Linked DNA regions of Mus musculus: regions 2, 3 and 4 are each linked to region 1. Evidence: chromatin contacts called from public Hi-C data. All regions are on one chromosome and are shown on one strand. Each heading gives the region's core, a stretch centred on a gene start, on an enhancer-like site or on the middle of the called end of the contact. The rest is flanking DNA. Distances are from core to core; before and after follow the strand shown.

The links. A called contact is a pair of places that touch in the nucleus more often than the background predicts.
Region 2: a contact with region 1 is called in a Hi-C map of B cells, with 6 read pairs. The contact joins the promoter of Mbd6 here to the promoter of Xpot in region 1. A contact is called at or near these places in 3 of 39 promoter capture datasets (cranial neural crest, maxillary cranial neural crest and pre-B cells) and 1 of 484 Hi-C or Micro-C datasets (B cells).
Region 3: a Hi-C map of liver shows a contact between it and region 1, with 3 times the contacts expected there. The contact joins the promoter of Atp23 here to the promoter of Xpot in region 1. A contact is called at or near these places in 2 of 39 promoter capture datasets (liver and pre-B cells) and 1 of 484 Hi-C or Micro-C datasets (liver).
Region 4: a Hi-C map of pre-B cells shows a contact between it and region 1, with 7 times the contacts expected there. The contact joins the promoter of Thap2 here to the promoter of Xpot in region 1. A contact is called at or near these places in 3 of 484 Hi-C or Micro-C datasets (B cells, CD8 T cells and pre-B cells).

What each region holds. Positions count from the first base shown.
Region 1 is chr10:121,624,673-121,627,727 of GRCm38.p6, forward strand. Xpot (exportin, tRNA (nuclear export receptor for tRNAs)) reads right to left here and starts at 1,660. Exons shown (of 25, transcript NM_001081056.2): 1 at 1,433-1,660.
Region 2 is chr10:127,287,749-127,290,977 of GRCm38.p6, forward strand. Mbd6 (methyl-CpG binding domain protein 6) reads right to left here and starts at 1,270. Exons shown (of 13, transcript NM_001347171.1): 1 at 961-1,270. Ddit3 (DNA-damage inducible transcript 3) reads left to right here and starts at 3,045. Exons shown (of 4, transcript NM_007837.4): 1 at 3,045-3,143.
Region 3 is chr10:126,899,765-126,902,720 of GRCm38.p6, forward strand. It overlaps Atp23 (ATP23 metallopeptidase and ATP synthase assembly factor homolog), which reads right to left and starts at 1,607. Exons shown (of 6, transcript NM_001159559.1): 1 at 1,338-1,607. The coding sequence starts at 1,524.
Region 4 is chr10:115,383,040-115,386,258 of GRCm38.p6, forward strand. It overlaps Thap2 (THAP domain containing, apoptosis associated protein 2), which reads right to left and starts at 1,396. Exons shown (of 3, transcript NM_025780.4): 1 at 1,166-1,396. The coding sequence starts at 1,236. It overlaps Zfc3h1 (zinc finger, C3H1-type containing), which reads left to right and starts at 1,920. Exons shown (of 35, transcript NM_001033261.2): 1 at 1,920-2,768. The coding sequence starts at 2,159.

The DNA of each region.
Region 1 (3,055 bases), core at 410-2,909:
TTTTAATCCCACTGTTTGGGAGGTAGAGGCAGGGGGATCTGGGACTTCAAAGCCAGCCTGGTCTATCTACATATGGATGTTCTGGCTAGCCAGAGCTATAGTGATTCTGTCTCAAAAACAAAACAAAAATTGAAGCTGCACACCAAAACAAACAAACAAACACCCCAAAAGTATGCATTCCATTCTGTCTGCAGGAAAAGGGGCAAAGTCCTAAAGACTACAATGTGTGCATGTGTGCAAAGCATGCCTCCAATAGGGTACAAAGTCAGAGACAGGCACGCAGGATGCACAACTTGAAACATTCTTAAAGTAAAGTAGTATTCCTGCTAAAAATGCTCAGAGAGAAAAGTCGGTGTAAGACTGTCTGTAAACCCCTGATTGAGAAATCCACTAGAGTTCCTTTAAATTATCCATTGCTTTGGGAAAAAAACTGCTTAAGCGTTTTGTCATTTCACGCTAATCTTGACAAGAGGAAAAAAGATAAATAAGAGGCCCAGCCGAGCACATGCTCAACACCAACAAAAAAAATCCTCAGCAAACTTGTTCCATAGTGAGGAATCCCTCACAAACCTTCGCCCTCTACACAATCGGAAAAAAACATCAAACCAAAATAAAATGAGATGGTAAACCACCTATCTGTGAATAAAACACAGGGTTAAAAGGTAACGATTGCCTAATAAAGACCGGCAAAGGAAGCTTAGCTTTCTGACCTACCGATGCAGAGCCTTGCAGGCTTAAACATTGTTACAATATGGTAAACATCTTATACTACCTGCAAAGGTGGATGTGGGGGTGGGGGGAGCGAAAAAAAAACATGTAAAATTGGAAGCCTTAATTTTTCCCTCAGCCATTAAGTCAAGAATAATCAAACAATGTGGAAAATTCCTCCACACCTACTTAAGCCTGTTTGAGACCGACTGAATCTTTCCAGCCTTTTAACATCAAGTTGACAAGTCGCTTTAATACAACGTAACTTCCCCCAGTAACAACTAATTAAGGCTTCCAAAAAGTACTCGTTTTTCAGGTTACAGGGAACATCAAGCTTTTCCGTGGCTGCAAGACTGTAAAGAAGCAAAAAGGGGAAAAGGCTGTCCCTGCTGGCAAATTACTACGCAGAAATAACACTTTCTCTCCTATTTGTCCCGGGGTGGGAAGCGGATCAACTTTGAGGTCCCTACAGCTCAAACTGGTGGGACGCACTCTAAAACTATCACAAATGGGGTTGGGGGGCAGCCTCCTAGGCCGGCCTCGCCCCCTATCCTTCGCCCGGATCCCTCCCAGAGCGAAGCCTCGTGGCCACTCGGGTGATGAAACACCCGGCAACCGGCAGCCACGCACTAGGGACGCGGCCGCCACCGATCGTCCCCAACCCCAAGTCCGGCTCGCCCGGCCACGTAGGGTCCCCGGCCCGCCGCCCTACGCCTCCAGTCACCATCACTCCAATATCTCTTCCTCGCCTGCACTCCCGAGGGTCGGCCAGCCGCAAGGAGCGGGCCGTACGCAGGGAGCACGGAGAGCGGCCCACGTCCTTGTCGCTGTAGTCCTCCAATACAGCCGCAGCGCTAGCGCCGGAGCCGGCCCGGGCCGCGCTCCTCTCGGCGCTCGGCGTTCCCCGGGCGCCTTCTCTTGCGTGGCGCGGAGCGGGGAGGGCAGGTTGGCAAGCCGGCGGGCGGAGTCGGCGGCCCTGGAAGGAAAACTGCGCAGGGTCCCGCTAACGCCGCCGCTGAGTCAGCGCGAGGCACGCCCCCCGCGTCGTACCGCGCGGACCCGCGCTAGCAGCAGCCTCATGGAAGTAGAGTGCAGACGGCCGCCAGCAGGCTGGGCCCGGGGGACTACAACTCCCAGCGTGCAAAGCGCATGGGACGCTTCCGAGAGGAGGACCGCGCACGTGCTCCCTGGAGCTCGCAGGGGGCGTGGCCGGCGGGCCTGTGGTGCATGCTGGGAGAGTGCACACCGCCCTCCTAGCTACAGGTTACTGAGGTCCTCTAAGCTTTTAGAAGACCGGCCACGTTGCGCTCTGCTTTGAGCGTCGGCGTGAATTAGTAACTCTCCACTCCCTCCAGAAGGGTCTGGTCAGGTGGCAGTGCGGAGATCCTGAGATCGGAAAAGTGGACGTGGTTGAAACCACGTGTTGAGTCAGTTGCTGAATTCCTTTCCAGCGGTTCCACGTGTCAAGAGTCCAGACGCTTAAGGACTCTTTAAAAAAAAAAAAAATCCGCTGTATTTTTATTTACTTGTTTTGCTTTTGAGGCAAGATCACACTCCATAACCCAGGCTGGTTTTCACTCATTTTTCCCAAGCTGGCCTAAACTTTACAAATTCTGGAATTACTGGCATGAACCACCACGCCCAGTTTAAATATTACTAAATTTGCCTACAAAAAAAGATAGAAAGAAAAAAAGAAAACCGAAAGCAGTCCCCGGTGATGGTGGCGATTACCATTCATCCCAACACTGAGGAGGCAGAGGTAGCCACATCTACAGAGCGAGTGCCAGGACTACAGAGAGAAACACAGTCTCAAAAAAAGAAAAAAAGAAAAGAGAGAGGGAAAACATACGTACAAGTCCCGTGCTTCCGTTCGCTTTGTTTCTTTGATCCCGTGCTATTATTACTGTGTGGGCGCAGTATAAGCTCCAGCAACCTTACCTAAATCCTAAGGCTGCACCTCCATTATTGTTGGCATCATGAGTGTTAAAGTCCATCTCAGTTTACTCATTTTATGTAGAGTGGGACAGTACCAGCCTCAGAGGGTAAGGTTTGGTTAATTTTATTTAGAGGCAGAGAGAGGCTCACTATGTAGCTCTGGTTAGCCTGAAACTTGCTGGCCTTCACTGTTCTCTTGCTTCAGATTCCAGAGTGCTGGAGTTCCAGGTTGTCACCAGGTCTGACTATTTCATGAATTAAGTTTGATACACGTGTTAGACTTATCATAAGTGACACTATCTCTGGGGATACATGGACAAACATCTGTTCACTGCAGATAGATACCCAGATTCGGTACTGATGACAGACTAAAGTGAGGATACCACGAAAGTCAAGCTTGGTGAACCAATGG
Region 2 (3,229 bases), core at 20-2,519, 5.7 Mb after region 1:
CCAGAGCACTCAAGGAAAGGACCATAAATAACATGACGTAGCGCCTGTAAGGACCTCAGGATCTGCTGGCCATGTCCACAACGGTCCCCTCCAAGCCCAGTCCCTAGAGACCAGAGGAGTTCAGCACCTCAACTCCCAAGGACCACAAAACCATTCCCTAATTTCTTGACATATGAAGGCCTAGTTCCCTTTGTCTAGGCACAGAAGACTTCAGCTAGGAGTGTGGGCAAATTCCCATAATGCCAGGCCACTAGGAAGTTTCCCAGTGTCTGGCCACTGCTGTGCCCTCCCCCAGGAAGATCATATAAAAAGTACAGATTGCCCCACAGGTCACCAAGCAATTGCCCAACTGCCTGGCAGGGTAGTGCCAGCTGAAATCCCCCCATGCCCACTCCATCCAACAATCTCGGATCTAATTCATTTGGACCTCCAAAGAGGCTGGAGCCAGAGCTCTGTCTTCCTCCAGGATCCTGAGAACTCCTGGTCCTCTCAAGCCGACGAAAAGGGGATTCATAATCCCCCACTGGCTTCCAATTAACAACAAGAAGCATTCCCTGACATGTAGGGACGGCCCTTAGACCTGCAAGTACCCCTCACCAACCTCACCATCGCTCCCGCCGCACACTGACGGCTTCCAAACTTTCCCTCTCATAACAAGGCGCCCTGTCACCCAGACTGCTTCCTTCAGCTCGGGGAGGAGGGGAAGGCAGGCGCACGAAGTAGGAAGGAACTTGGGGAGAGGGCGGGTGGAGGGTGGGCGAAGCACTGAAGGGAGCGAGGTCAGGAAGGCAGAAGTCAGGCACTTTGGGAGGAGAAATGGCGGGGGCAGGTGAGGGTGCGGGGCTGTGGATGGGGCCAGGGAAAGGGGCCGAAAGGACGCGGAGGGGGCAGAGGGTAGGGACAGAAGGGGAGGAGAGAGAAGGGAGGGGGAGGGGCGGGGGGGCCGGGCCCCGCACTCACCGCGGCCCATGGTTCGGCTGGCCCCGCCCTGCGCAGTCGCGGCCCAGAGGGTGAGTGGGAGGGGGTGGGAGGTGGGTCGGTGGAGCCCGAGCCTCCGGTACGGCCCCGGCCGGTCTTAGCAGGAAGCGCCGCCGCCGCCGCCGCCGCGGATCACCGAGCGGCCTCCCGCGCATGCGCCATAGGGGCCAGGGGCAGCCCTGGGGATTCCGTTCCCAGAAGGCACCGCGCAGGCTGCTACCGCCGCCGCCGTCGCTGCCGCCGCCACCGCCGCAGCCGCCGCCGCCGCCGCCGCCGCTGCCCGGACGGGAGAGGGGCGGGGCCGGGCCCCCGCCCAGCGGACAGCAGCGAGCCAACAGGAGGGGACGCAGTGCGCATGCGGGAGCGCGCCTACCCCTCCCCCACAACCCCCCATTAATCCCCAAGAGAACAAACACCCCACGCGGCCCCCCCCCACCCGCCCTCCGCGGAAGGATCTGGGCCTCTTCCCAGGCCACTGGTGGCCAATCCCAGTCCTCCCTCGGGAGGGGCCCCTTCCGAAGCCACAATCTGTTGGGGGAGTCAGGAATGTCAGGTCCGGGAGGGGCCAGCCCTAAAAGATGAAAGTCGCGACTTGCCCTGCCCCGCCCCAAAGGCTTCCCGGGTAGTGTGCAGAGACTTGACCCGCCTCTCCAGGTCAACATGTCACAACACGACCTCAGCCTGTCAAGTCACATGACCTCTGCCTGTCACTGACAACCTGGTCTGTCTTTAGGCCAGGAGAGACCATCTGGTCCAACCCACCCCCCACCTCTACTAACAGAAGGGGAAATGAAGGTCTGGAGCGAAGGAGCAGTCTGGCCAAGGACCTGTCACCGTCGCACCATCCAATAGCAACCGGTCTTGGTTCAGTTTCTACTTAAACTCTGGCTTGCCCCTCTTGAGTCTACGACAGACTATGTAATAGGCCACCACATGGCCTCTGTTTTCATGGCACAAAAAAAAAAAAATACGTTTTGCAAGATGTTTTTACTTTTACTCAAGTTTTCTCCACAGAGCTGCTTTTTACCTTTATCGTTGTTTAATTTACAAATGAGTAAGGTAGAATCCTTGGACAAATTAAACTAGAATCTGTGTTTCCTCTGATGACCCAGTCCAGGGCAATCATGCGTTCAAGTGCATGCACGTCCCAGGCTCTACTGTAGGTCGTGAACTCAGACAGCTAGAGGCAGGAGGCCAGCTCCTCAGCAGGGAGTCACAGGACTCGCTATCTCGGAGAAGGAAGAGGGTGGATACTGGGCTTAGTGAAGGGCGTAAGAGCATCACACAAAGCAGGGGTGGGATGAGGAGGAGGCAGCAATCTACACTCTGTAAAGAACTTCAATCCTAGCACGTAATGGACGATTCAGAAACAAGCGTTAAAGGTGCCTCTCTGAGAGAAGCGGGTGGACTATCAAGGAACTCAGTCTTTGGGACGCATTAGAAGGCTAAAAGAGGAGGAGAGCTCTTAAAAGATTCGAGGAGATGTCAATCCAGGTGAACAAATTGGAAACTTTAAAGAGGTTCCAGAGCCCCGGTGCCCATTAGCTGGGAGGGGCCAGGGAAAATGGGAGCCTTTCATGGAGGAGTAAGTTAAAGGTGATGGGAGGTGGGCAGACAAGTTCAGGAAGGACAGCCGTTGGGGCCGTTGGACACTGGGAGCTGGCGCTCCGCCCTCTTTCCTCTCTCCCCCATAGCCCCCCTCCCGCACCTCCCACCACCATCGACGTCCCCTGCGCGTGCGCGCGCGGACACCGGTTGCCAAACATTGCATCATCCCCGCCCCCCCATCCCCTCCCTCGCCGCGCTCTCCTCCGCGCGCGCGCATGACTCACTCACCTCCTCCGCGAAGCCGCGTGACCCAAAGCCACTTCCGGGTCCGAGACAACGTAGACTCTCAAGCCAGAGGGCGCGATGGGGGTGGGGCCGTGAGACTCCTGAGTGGCGGATGTAAGGGATGAGGCGGAGCCAGTGCCAGCGTGCCGCTTTCTGATTGGTAGGCTCCTGGACCCTGCCCCCCCCCCAGGAGGGGCCGGACAGCATAAAGGATACTCGCTCTCCGCTCTTGAGGTCAGTTATCTTGAGCCTAACACGTCGATTATATCATGTTGAAGATGAGCGGGTGGCAGCGACAGAGCCAGAATAACAGCCGGAACCTGAGGAGAGAGGCGAGTACTGGCTCCGTCTAACCCTTACCTTCCCATCCTGGCCAGCATAGCTATTTTATAAAGTTGGAGACAACTGTTCTGGAGGA
Region 3 (2,956 bases), core at 357-2,856, 5.3 Mb after region 1:
ATTAAATCAAGTCATGACGAAATAGAACATAAATACAAACACTAAAATGGCGCCCCCATGTATCTTTATACCGAAAGTTGGTTTTGCTAAAGTGACTAAACGCTTCGCATTAGGGCCCGTGTTAGGAGAACATGGGCATCCTGGGCCACGGTTAGAAAAACAAACCAGCATAGAACCTAGACTGGAGGAAGGCAGCGCCTACACTGCTCTCTGTGGTAGCACCATGCCTCGCTCTGAGTACCACAGCCCAATGGGACCTGCCCACCAAAGTTCTTCAATGAGGGTTAGCAAGCAGAAATGTGTGAGTCTATGGCCAGTAAGAGAGAAGAACGGTGGCTTAGGGATTGAGCCCAGTGGTAGGGCCTTGCCTGGTAAGCACAAGGTCTTAGGTTCAGTTCTCACCTCTGAGGAGGGAGAGGAAAGGAGGGAGGGAGGAAGGGAGCTAAAAAGATGGCTCAGTGGTTAGTAGCACTTGTTGCTCTCGCTGAGAACCCAGGGTGAGTTCCCCAGCACCTGCATAGTAGCTCACAGTCCTGGACACCAGGAATGCAGAGAGTGCGCAGACACACATGCAGGCGAGACAATCACACACAAAAATAAAGAAATCAAAAAAAAAAAAGCTTTAAAAAGAAGACAGTAAAATCTTTGATCAGTTGATGATTGAATTATGACCAATTCTGCTATAAAATAGTAACTATTTGGAGGGTCGAATACATTTAAATCTTACTTTCCTAAATAAATCTGAGGTAGACAGGCAATCTGCAGATGCAGAGGAGCAAGGCAGTGTCCCGGGACTGGAGATAAATTGCTCAGTGGGAGCCAGTGTGCCTGGGTGACCCGCGGCAATAATAAACCTCTTAGATGTCACAGGCTTCTTAGAGACTATGATGAAGCTAGGAACTCTCCCTAGAAAAATGCACTTAGGTGCATAAACACGAGGGTTTTCAAAAGTTCCTATTCTAGCATTCTCCACAGTTCCTACTGCAGTGACTGAAGGTTAAAGAATCGCCCACCCCACCCCCACCCCAGGGAAGGGGTGCATAGCCAGAAGTAGAGCTGCCTTATTAATGAATGGAGCTCTTTCCAGCTCTCACCTGCACCCTAGAGCCCGTGCCGCTGCAAAACTTACATAAGAAACTGGTGAGTGTGACCCAGGAGGGCAGACTCCCAGCCCAGGCCTTCAGAAGCGCGAGTGGGGCGGAGGCCCACGCCCCCTCCCGCCCACGCAGCCCTAGGGCTGCAGTGCAGTCCGGGATCAGTGGGGGCACGTCCGGGCCCTTCCTCACCCCCCGGGTCCTGTGCCACCCCGACCCCAGCCTCCAGGTCGCGGCTCTTACTGGTATCCAGCGTCTTCTGGAGCATGAGCGGACAACTCTGGTCCCGGGTGAAGAGGCTGGAGAGGAAGCCCTGCTGGGGCTTCCCGTGGGCCGGCGGCTCAGGCGAGCCCTGGCCAGAGTCGGGTCGCTGCAGCAGTGGCTCGCCAGCCGCAGGGCCGAGCTCGCCGCCGCCCGGAGCTCCTGCCATGAGGCCCGCAAGCCTCCTCCTGCCCGCTCGACCTAGGACAGCCGCTTCCGCCGCCGGCGCACGCTCCGCGGGCCAGCACGAAGGAGACGCGGCGTGCAGCTCGTGGGCGGGGCTTGGTAGGCGTGGTCGGTGGGCGGGGCTGATGGGCGGTGCCTCGCGACCGCCGATGCTGGCCACTATATTGCCTTCTGCACCTCAACCATCCTCCCACTCCCTCACCTGCTGTTTCTCTTATTCCCGCTACCCACTCACACCGAATTAAAGGCAGTGTTTTCAGAAACGCTTGGATATTTCAAAGACTGGTTGGTCTCATCAAAATGTGGCTCCTGGGGACCCATTCATCAACCCTCCTCTTGCTCAGAAATAAGATACACACATCTTGGGTCTGGAGAGATGGCTCAGTGGATAAGAGCACTGACTGCTCGTCCAAAGGTCATGAGTTCAATTCCCAGTAACCACATGGTGGCTCACAACCATCTGTAATGGGATCTGATGCCCTCTTGTGTGTCTGGAAACAGCTACAGTGTACTCATATAATAAAATAAATCTTTTAAAAAGAAGGGGGTGGTTGGAAAGATGGCTCAGCGGTTAAGAACACTGACTGCTCTTCCGAAGGTCCTGAGTTCAAATCCCAGCACCCACATCGTGACTCACAACCATCTGTAATTTGACACCCTCTTCTGGTGTTTATGAAGACAGCTACAATGTATTTATATATAAATCTTAAAAAAAAAAAAAAAAGGCTTTTTCCTCAGTTCCCATAATCAGAGTCCACCAGCACACTTACTCAAAATTAATGTTGCCAGATCTGCAGTTTAAGGCACTTTGTCCGTGTTAGTGCTCTCATGACAGACTTCCAGCTTTTACGTAGTGTGTGTGTGTGTGTGTGTGTGTTTCTTTCCTCACTAAATTATTCAGCTCAGCTCACACTGCTAAACACCTGCTCCCACGGGCCAGGCAGGATGGTAGAGTTGGAGAAAACGAGGACAAATGTCCAAGAAAAATAGGCATGCAATGCCTTGTGAACAGCACTTAGGGGTCACGGTGCTCCGTAAACAAGAGTTGAATGGGAAGCAGAAGGCATCACTCGCTTGGAATATTATACAAATATGAGCGCCTGCACTTACAGACTAATAAAGCCATAAGCCAAAGATTAGATTCTTTTTATCAAGGTCCACATATGTACATTATTACCAGTCCTCATGACAACCTTGCAAAATAGTATCAACCCTAATTTGCAGATAGAACTTGCCCAGCTACAGAAGAAGGCTGAAGGTGTTACTCAGTTGAGAGAGCGCTTGCCTGATTGATACACATGAAGTGCTGGGTTCTACGCCCAGCACCACACAAGCAGACAGTGGCAACATGTGCCTGTAACAACAGCCCTGGGGAGGTAAAGACAGGAGGATCAAAGATTCAGTGTGATCCTAAG
Region 4 (3,219 bases), core at 146-2,645, 6.2 Mb before region 1:
CTTTTCATAGTCATGGGGCTTCTTCAAGTACTCTTGGAACAAAGTAGAAAACGCTTTAATATAGAAGACCAAATCTCTGTCATCCTTTGGTGTCATCTGACATGTCACCTCTTTTGTGAAGTGTCCTTTGACTTTCTGAGGCTAAATTAGGTCTCTCTGAAAGTCTTTTCTGTGGCACTCAACAGAAATTATGCCGCACTCCTCTATTCAATTCTAAAGTCCCCGAGGGTAAGAACTATCTACATCATTAGCATAATGTCCGGCAATTAGGGACCCAGTGTACATTAGCTGTAAGAACGAATAAAGCACTACATTTGCATGAAATACTTTAAAAACAAACATCAGAGGGATTTTGAAAGTGGCAGCTTTTAGTTAGGGGATGCACGTAGTAACAGTGAGGTAGGAAAAAGAGCAAAGATATTTCTAAGATCACAAGGTATAATGGTACAGCATATAAAATCAGAACTGTTTTCAGTTTAGTTTTCAGTATTTCTTTTCTTCAGGCAGTTGGCAGTTCTAGAAGGAAAGGTGACCATTTACTGAGTGCCGCCTATTATATTCAAGTCGGTGTTCACATGCTTTGGAGTTTGACTTAACAGAATTAAAGACATGACTGTACGTTCAACCTGTGTGTGAGTGCGTGATTCTGTTCAAGAGAGAGTTTCTATTTGCTCTTTGATAAACATTGCTTAATTAGATTGACTCAGTTACCATGTGTGACTATTAGAAATGTTTCCCACGTCAATTCCAGTAGTGAAAATTGCCTAATCTTAACTCGAACTCAGCAGGCTTCTAAAGTGATTTGTTGGTTTGAACCCTTATGGCGTCATTCTTCTTAAGGCATGGTCTAAGATATAAAAAATAAAAGAGTAGAAAATAAAGGTATACTCATCACTTTTTAATGCAAGGCATAGTAACTCGGGTTTCTTTTTCTTTTCTTCCTTTCTTTCTTTTTTTTTTTTCAAATTTGGTAAACTTTCCTCGGAAAAGGAGCAAATGTTTCCAGATGTGCGGACCCACACACAAAGGACAAGAGCGAGGCTCCCCTTGCTCTTCGCAGCTGGGCAAGTGACCAAAGTCAGAGGACCTTGTTCTTCTGACACGACCGAGACTCAAGACTGCCTAGGCTCCCGTTTCCGTCACCCCGCTCCCCTCCCAGGTTTACCTGTGGAAGCTGATGTTAATGTGCTTGTTGTAGGTAGCAGCACAGCCCGCCGCGGCGCAATTGGTCGGCATTTCCCCGGGCCCCTCATTCGGCGCCACCTTACGCCACTTCGGAGGCGCTGCCCGCTAAGCAAGCTTCTGTCAAACGCTAGACAAACGAGGCAGGCGACCCCGCGCCGCCAGCTCGGTGCAGAGCGCGGGGAGGGCAGAGGGGCGTGCACAGTACCGGGGTGGGAGGGAGGGCCCACTCTCCTGTCTCTTTATTAATATGGCGGGCTTAGGCCTGCAGAGCCAACGTGCCGGAGCTCCGGGCGCAGACAGTCGCCTTCACCAACATGGCGGCCACACCCGCTCCCCGCCCTCCCCTACCTCCCGGGGTCCCAAAGAGACTAGGTCCAGCGTCTCAGACGGGGGCCCCCTAGCAATGAATGAGAAGATGGCAGATGTCTTCCCCACCGACTAATGACTCTGAAACTCAGGTCTGCGGCTGAAAGAGCATGTCCGCAACCCAGACACTAACCCCTTCCTTCCCCGCCTGCCACCTCGGACGGGATGCTAGGGGACAGTTAAGACTGCAGGGACACAAGGGCGAAGCCTGGAGCAAGAGGAGACTACAAATCCCAGCCAGCACCGCGGCGGACATGGGGGTGGGCGCTTCCTGTCTCGCAAGACTCGGAGGGTCGCCTTCCGGCGTGCCGCAGGAAATGACGCTCGGGACCCGGCCTCCTTCTACAGAGGCTTTCTCGCGAGGCGGAAGAGCAGCAAGGGGGCGCTAGGAGAGGGAACTGGCGAGCGACGGTCCGACGAGCGAGAGAGAGCGATCTGGGGTGCGGGGAAGTTGGGGAGCAGAACCTGCCGGGCGTCCGAGCACGGGAAAGGCCGCGCCCGCCGGGTCCGTTAGGACAGAGGGCGGAGGAGGAAGGGGAAGGCAGGCGGCGGTCGGGCGGTCCCCGGCCGGAGGGCTTCAGGTCGTGTGGCCAGCGCTGCACTCCGGATGGCGGCCGCCGCCGATCCTTCGACCCCGGCCTCTAGCGGCCTCTCGCCGAAGGAAGAAGGGGAGCTCGAAGACGGGGAGATCAGCGACGACGACAACAGCCGGAGCCGGAGCAGCAGCAGCAGCAGCAGCGGCGGCGGGCTGTTACCGTACCCGCGGCGGCGGCCTCCTCCCCCGGCCCGGGGCGGTGGATCCGGGGGAGGCGGCGGCGGCTCCTCGTCCTCCTCGTCGTCCTCCCAGCAGCAGCTGAGGAATTTCTCACGCTCACGGCACCCGGCCGAGCGGGGCCAGCTCAGGGGACCCAGCAGCTACCGACCCAAAGAACCGTTCCGGACTCACCCGCCCCCAGGGCGGATGCCGTCGGGGTCCCTGTCGGAAAGCAGCCCCCGGCCGTCCTTCTGGGAGCGGAGCCACATCGCCCTGGACCGTTTCCGCTTTCGAGGCAGCAGGCCTTACCGGGGTGGGAGTCGCTGGAGTCGGGGGCGAGGAGTGGGGGAGCGAGGAGGCAAGCCGGGGTGCAGACCTCCTGGAGGAGGAGGATCAGGAGGAGCGGGATCCGGATTCGGCAGCAGCCAGAGCTGGCGAGAACCCTCTCCACCCCGCAAGAGCTGTATCCTTAACGTGGCGGTCCGCCCTGGGTGTGTCGCCGGAGCTCCCTTTGGCGTCATGGCTAGGTCCCGGAGTTTTTTAACTTTTCAGAACCACTCATTTCTCTCCCCCGTTCGTCGGCGGTTGTCACGGGCCGCACTCCACCGCTATTTTCGTAGGCTGTTTGACTGAATGGGTGCCTTTTGCTTTTGGATAGGACTGTGTCATGGATTCGGGTCAGCTAGGGAAATGAAATACAGTCTGGGTTTTTAAACAGGACACCAACAGCCCAAGTTTTGTTTGTCTATTTGTTTGTTTGTTTCTTTTTTGCAAGCCCTGGGATTTCGTATTTAACAGGAAATCGACTTAGATTATTAAGGAAAAGAAGTACTCAAACATCTGGAGGAATACTGTTACTTTTATTACGTCCTGACTTTAGAGTTCGTAAAGTTTTCCTCTGTAATTCTTACTGT